2 separate regions of the Mus musculus genome follow, and region 1 is linked to region 2. The links are chromatin contacts, called in public HiChIP or PLAC-seq maps. All regions are on one chromosome and are shown on one strand. The core of a region is the stretch at or near the end of the contact, and the rest is flanking DNA. Distances in the headings are between cores, read along the strand shown.

What was found. HiChIP or PLAC-seq counts read pairs in DNA pulled down with a chosen protein or histone mark.
Region 1: a contact with region 2 is called in an H3K4me3 HiChIP or PLAC-seq map of bone marrow-derived macrophages, with 2.5 times the contacts expected there. The contact joins the enhancer-like site here to the promoter of Blnk in region 2. A contact is called at or near these places in 5 of 39 promoter capture datasets (the C10 cell line, the HPC-7 cell line, embryonic stem cells and 2 more), 1 of 15 datasets of contacts at CTCF or cohesin (thymocytes), 1 of 115 datasets of contacts at active chromatin or transcription factors (bone marrow-derived macrophages) and 3 of 9 other capture datasets (adipose tissue, liver and pancreatic islet).

What each region holds. Positions count from the first base shown.
Region 1 is chr19:41,051,669-41,055,118 of GRCm38.p6, forward strand. Dntt (deoxynucleotidyltransferase, terminal) reads left to right here. Exons shown (of 11, transcript NM_001043228.1): 9 at 1,327-1,572. Among named protein-coding and RNA genes, the nearest start is that of Opalin, 24 kb to the right of the region's middle. Within about 2 kb of position 2,018, at least 12 of the 459 cell types and tissues checked have an H3K27ac peak or open chromatin away from gene starts, as enhancers often do. A contact at or near this core is called in bone marrow-derived macrophages and liver, where this site is marked.
Region 2 is chr19:40,992,573-40,995,681 of GRCm38.p6, forward strand. It overlaps Blnk (B cell linker), which reads right to left and starts at 1,649. Exons shown (of 17, transcript NM_008528.5): 1 at 1,440-1,649. The coding sequence starts at 1,486.

The sequences.
Region 1 (3,450 bases), core at 768-3,267, 59 kb after region 2:
GGTCACTGAGGAATGGCTGAAGGATTAATGAGGGATCACTGAGGAATAACTATAGGATCACTGAGGAATGACTGAGGACTCTCTGAGGGATGACTGAGAGATGACTTCCCCCACTTGAGTTTGAATACTAGATTGGTTCCTCTGAGGAGAAGATGGGAAGGAACTGAAAACAAAGGTCAAGAATCCTGGCTGGAGGACTCCTCATAGAGTCCTGACAACACTTCCTGCTCTTACACCATTGCTTGGGGTAGCCTATGGTTAATTGGTCCACTAAGTTGGAAGAGGTAGATCCTCTTTCTTGTAAGAAGCAAAGCTGAACTGCCCTAACCCCACCCTGATCCCTCCGACCCCCATACCCTGGGAGCAGAGAGAAGGAATGGCAGGGAGAGCTCCTTCCTAGCCTAGCCACTGATCTTCTAATAGGAAGACAACCCTGGGCAGCCATGGCCGAGCCTGAGCCCAACCTCAGAGCAGTTCCAGAGGAGATAAATCACACTGAGGGACGTGGGGACAGGAAAGGAAACTGCAAACAGTAGGGGAAACCCAACAGAAAGCTGGCCTGGAAAGCTAGGACCACGTCTGAGGTGGTACCAGGCTCCACTACAGACAGCACCCAGAATCAGATGGAACGCCCCAGTCAAAGCCTCGCCAAGTTCAGGATCAATTCACCCAAGAATGTCCCATCTGTCACCAGCCAAGTGCTACCCCCCACCCCCACCCCGTGTGCAGCACAGGAACCCCTAGGGGCTGGTGCTTGCCTAACATTCCCTTGAATTACTTATTAACTTTCTGGATAGAAACTTGAGATAAAGCAGGCTTCGTGGGCCTTCTTTCACTGCCTCCGAGATGGAGAGAGAGTTCTTTCAGGGCTGGGGTGTACTCAGTGGTAGAGTGCATAGCTAGCAGGTTCAACCCTGAGCATTGCAAAAACAACACAACAACAGATGTAACAGGTCACCATGCCCCACACTGGGTCTGGAATTTCAGACACAACCTTTTGACCCAGTCCAGACAACCGACATGCAGGGAACAGTGTGAATTTCTGTTCACCGTGGCTTTGCTTTTCAAGGAGCAAAGTTGTCCCTCAGAAGCAAACAAGGAGAGATGGAGGCTCTGAGGTTTTCTTATTGGGGACTTTGAGCTCAGCCTTTCTGTGGAGAGAATCATGTATTACCTCCTCTCCCAGATGCTGGATGAGGAAGAACAAAAAATGCATCCCCATTTGTTCAGCTCTGAAGAGGCTCTCTTGAGAGCACTGTAATATCACATGGGTGCCCCACCCCCAGCCCCCTAGGACCCTTTCTAAACCCTCCCATTGCTTTTCAGGGGTTGCTTTTGTACTGCGACATCTTAGAGTCAACCTTTGAAAAGTTCAAGCAGCCCAGCAGGAAGGTGGATGCTCTCGACCATTTCCAGAAATGCTTCCTGATTCTGAAGCTGGACCACGGGAGAGTGCACAGCGAGAAGAGCGGCCAGCAGGAAGGAAAGGGCTGGAAGGCCATCCGTGTAGATCTGGTCATGTGCCCCTATGATCGCCGGGCCTTCGCCCTGCTTGGATGGACCGGCTCCAGAGTAAGAGCTGTCTGCTACTAGCTTTCCTGGCTCAGGGGAAGAAAGCTTCCGTTGTGGGGCAGAAGGCTGAGAGAACTAAGGGACCATGCCCCCAAGCCTCTAAACTGGGGCATGGTATGGGCACATGTTCACACGAGTTAGATTCATTTAGATTCCCAATGTATGGTTCACCAAGCCAGCAGCAGTGGCCTTACCTGGGGACAGGTTAGATTTATAAATTCTTCACTGTATACCTACCACTACATCAGAGGCTCTAGGCAGTTAAGCTCTGACACGGATGTTTGTAAAACCCCCTAGGTGACTGAGAGGTATCTCAGGTGAGAGCTACTGAAACCCAGGAAGTGGCAGGGTGGTGAGTAACTCAGATGGATTTGGGTCCTAGACCTACAGAAGGACCCAACCCTGCCTCTTTCGGTGATCTTGGACACCTTCCTAAAGCCTATAAGATAGACGGGAGTGGCGCCCTCTGGGGGCAGCAGTGCACAGCTGCAGGGTAGTCGACTCCAATGCTGCTCTAAGAAACTAGTGAGGGTTTAAAAAAGAAACTTCGGGATTCAAGAGGCTGAAGCTGCTCTGTCCCGGGTTGCGCTGCTTTCACGTAAATAACACTCCTCCAGCCTTCTCTCTAACAATGGCTAACCTCGCTAACCTCACAGGGCTCTGTGGAGGACTCGCTGGGACAGCAGTCCATCCACTCCTCTTAGATGTCATGCCAGGCTCCTGTTAAGCGTCTGTTGCCCTGTAGCCTCTGGGGCTCAGGAAAAGACTGGATTCCTTAGTTAGAGTTATGATAGCTGTGGCAAAATACCACGATCAAAGAAACTTGGAGACGTAAGGGTTTATTTTACTGACATTTCTTTATCACTGTTCATCATCAAAGGAAGTCAGGACAGGAACTCAGGTAGGGCAAGGACCTGGAGGCACAAGCTGATGCAGAGGCCATGGAGGAGTGCGGCTTACTGGCTTGCTCTCCTTGGCTTACTCAGCCTGCTTTCTCATAGAACCACCAGCCCAAAGAAGGTACCATCCACAATAGACTGGGCCTTCTCTCATTAATCACTAATTAAGAAAAGATCCTACAGATGGATCTTACCAAGGCATTTTCTCAATTTAAGTTGTCCCCTTTCAGATAACTCAAGCATGTGTCAAGTTGACACAAAGCTATCCCACACAGCACAACTCTCTTGGCCATTCTGCAGCCATTTTGGTTTTTAATCACCTCCTTCGAGCCCTCGTTCAGTGATGCTCACCATGGAAGCCCTGCTCAGTCTGGATGCAGCACTGGCTTCCTATGGGCCCATAGTTTTCTTATTTCTTGTTATTATAAACCATTTGTTGCCCAGCTAGATTCTGCTCTGGAGGAACTGGCACTCTGCAGGTATTTGGCAGGTGAACTGAATTTCTCTCTGCACCACAGAAACACTCTTGGCCTTGGCCGAGGAGTTCAGGAATGTTTCTCACTCCCAAACCACGCAGGGCAGGGAACCGGGAGTAGCCCATCATTGACTGCATATAACCAACCCCCATTACACCTCCAGCCTCTCCAGTTGCTGGGAACCAGTGTTAGCTGTGGGAAGACACTGCCAGTCAAGAGCTGGGGTGAGCTAAGCAGGACCCACAACTTCCCAGACCAGCGCTAAGCAAATCTGCTTCCTCAGCAATTGTTACACAAAGCTGGTTCCACCTACAGCTGCTTCTGTAAAGGGCTTCTGGGAGGCAGTCCCAGAAACTTTCCAGCAGAGAGGAAATGAATTCTTACTGCTAGAGGGTGCGACTGTCCCAATGTTTTGCCTAATCCCAGGGGGAAAGACAAAGTTCTGGACCTGGGAACTTTCCAGGTTTCTCTTAGGAAACCAGCAGCAGTATTTGTGATTCACT
Region 2 (3,109 bases), core at 399-2,898:
CCAGGGCCCTCTCACCCCATACGTTCCACTCTGTGGCCTCTGCTAGGCAGGACTTTTCTCACCAGCCCACATTTGAGACTGCACTCGCATCAGCCTGTACGTGTGAGGTTACAGCCCCCTCAGCATGTAACCTGTTTCCCTCAGCTCTCCATCTGTTTTCTCAGCTGCCTCTCAGAGGCTTAATTCTTGAAGCATCATCTTCATGAAGATGTCTCTGCTACTCCAATCCTCTTCTCCACTTCGTGGCCCCCTTATTATTTCTACGATGTCTGCTCTACCCTTCCCTTCCGTGAGATGCACAGCAGAAGATGGAGGGTGCCTGTGGGACCTTCTAACTTCCATGTTAAAGGCTCTGTGGCTCTCCTGGGTATCCTCTATAAAATGGCTGACCAGCTGATGCTGCCCGCTGGTCTGGACCCCTTAGTACCTCTCAGTCTGCCTCTTACCAAACCCCTCAGAGTGAGAAGACCCATGTGCCACCGTGAAAGACTGTCCTTCTATCAACTCCATGTCTTTTCTTGTCATTTGTCTCAGACTCTCCAGTGCTCCATCCCTTAAGTATGACCTCATGAAAGTCCAAAGTTCTAGCCTGCACATGGAATATAACACACCCTTAAACGTTTGAAAGTTCCAGCCTCTGAGAGTCATCAGCCCCACTTCAGAAGACAATGCTCTTCAAACTCAAAAACTGGGAAGTCATCTTTGCATGGTCTCTTGACGTATGTATGCCTTAGGCCACTGCTGGCTTATTCTTTCTTAGTATATATTTCTTTAAATTGCCAAAGCTGTTTTTTAAAATGGTTATTGTTATTATCAGTATGTGTGTGTGTATGTGTGTGTGAAATGTGTGTGGGCATGATGTGTCAGGGCATGCATGTGCCAGGCTGGCAGTGACTGTGGAGTCCAAGGACAGCTTTGTGGAGTTGCTTCTCTTTCCGTTTTTTATCTGGGTTGTGGGCATGGAACTTAGATCATCAGACCTGCACATTCAGCACTTTATCCAGTGAGCCATCTGACATTCTAAAATAGATAGTCATGAGGGTACTGGAGAGACGCGTAGTTCCCCCAATAAACTTAGGGTGAACACCCACAAAACAAACAAGAGTCAGTAAGCGACAGTGACTACAAACGCTCTTCACACCATGGATGAGCCCCTCCTCAGACTCAGAAAGCTGGCTGTTGCTAGCATGTGGGCCATCAAATTTTCTATCTTCTTGCCTTCCCAGAGCTTCACTCTTTGTCCCATCCCTGGCAAAAACCAGCCAAAGCAGGTTCCTTCACTCCTCCTACACGTTTCTTTAAAAAGCTGATCTACTTCCCTATAGCCATTGCTAACCGATTGGCACTGGTCAAGTATCCCAAGGTTTTGGTGCCTCTGAGCGCTGGAGGAGCCCTAGAGGGCAAAGAAGAGGAATAAGGCTCCGAAGGGAATCTCTTACCTCAGCTTCTGGCTGGCAGGGACAGTTATCTTATTCAGCTTGTCCATTTTCTTGAGAGAGGATGTGTCGCTGTCCAGGGGGGTGTCAGCAGCTCCTGGACTTCCTGGGGAGCAGCATGGTAAGGCTCTGGCCTCAAGAACTCAAGCCACTGGAACTGACTTCTGCGAGCAACCCACAGGCTGCTGGCAAACACCCCTGCACAGGGGAAGTAAAACTCGCTGGAGCGCATCGCCAAGTTTCATGTTTCTACGAGGTCATGTGATCCAGGGAGTCAGCCAGCCTGGCTGATTACTGTGCGTTGTGTAAACTTCGGTAGTGAAACCTTATTGGGCATGCAAATCCCTTCCAGTAGCTCTTTTATGATCAGGTGTGTTGCCAGGTTGGATAAGTTTCTGACTGAGCACTACTTCCTGTTTGTCCCAAACCTTAGGTAGTCCCTGTTTTTAGCAGATGGCCAGAGTCACCCTGCCACTTCTTAGGTACAAGGAAAAGCTGAATAATCAATTATATCTGGATGGCTCTTTGGGGGCTTTCTGCTCATTTGCATTAAGCCATGGGTTAGCCTCTTCTTCTTAAGAACTAAGACATGAAATGGACAGTTCTTGTCACCGAGGTCACAGCAGTGGTCATTTAAAATGTGATAGGTAATTCTTTGTGCAAGGTCAAGGTCACTTAGGGGTGGGGAAAGGCGACCCTATCGTATGCTGTGTGGAGTCAGGAGTTGCCTTGCTGAAAGCTTGCCATTTTCAAATAAAGACAGGATACACTCAAAAGTCAGCTGAGGACAAGCCTAGTGATTTCCCAACACATGACATCAGGCGGATGCCTCCTAACTCCCCTCCATGTCTTCCCCTCTCATCACACCCAGTGCGACATGTCAGGTGTAGGGGTATCCCAAGCACAGTGAAATCCCACACCTGCCTCTGACCCCATCTAGACAGTTCTGCTATACTCCTCGAGACAACAAAACACAAAAAACAAAAAAATGAGAGGGCGTGTTCTTTCTTCCCCTTGGACCTGAACACCCCCACCCCCACTCACCTGGCACATCCTAGTCACCTTTGTGAAAGGAGATTACGTTCTGAACATTATCAAAGGACCATCGACCTGGGTCTAAAGAATGCACGGGGGGTTGGAGGGAGACAGAGTGGAGGGATTTCAGTTATCTCTCCTGTTATAGCTTCAAGGGCCTGGCTGAGGAGAGAGTGGGAAGGAGGACCAGGCCAGAGAAGGGAGGAGAAGAGACAGAGAGCAAACCCGGATTTCTTCCCGCCCCTGCCCACCCCCACCCCCAGGTTCTTTGTTCAAAGAGGAGCTCTTCGGTCCTCCTGGTTCCTTGACTGTTCACGTTCATGCACTATATCTGAATTTGCCATTCTTCAGGATGTCCGAGAGCTGATGCCTCAGAGTGGTTGAAGGGTGAGGTCCCTTTGCAGAAGAGTAGGGCATCAGGAGAGAAATGCAGACACTTGCTTCCCGTAACTGTTGCCTTTCTCTAATCTGCCTGCACGGTTTTCTTGCAATGTATCCTGAAGGAGATCTAGTTCCCTGCCCCGCCCTTCCCACAGCTCTTAGCAGAAAGGAACATAAAAACCATATATGATGTCATCAAGGGTCAGGAGAGTCTGGCCAGGGGGGTGATAATAGCCTTTTGTTCCTTCTGGATGGTT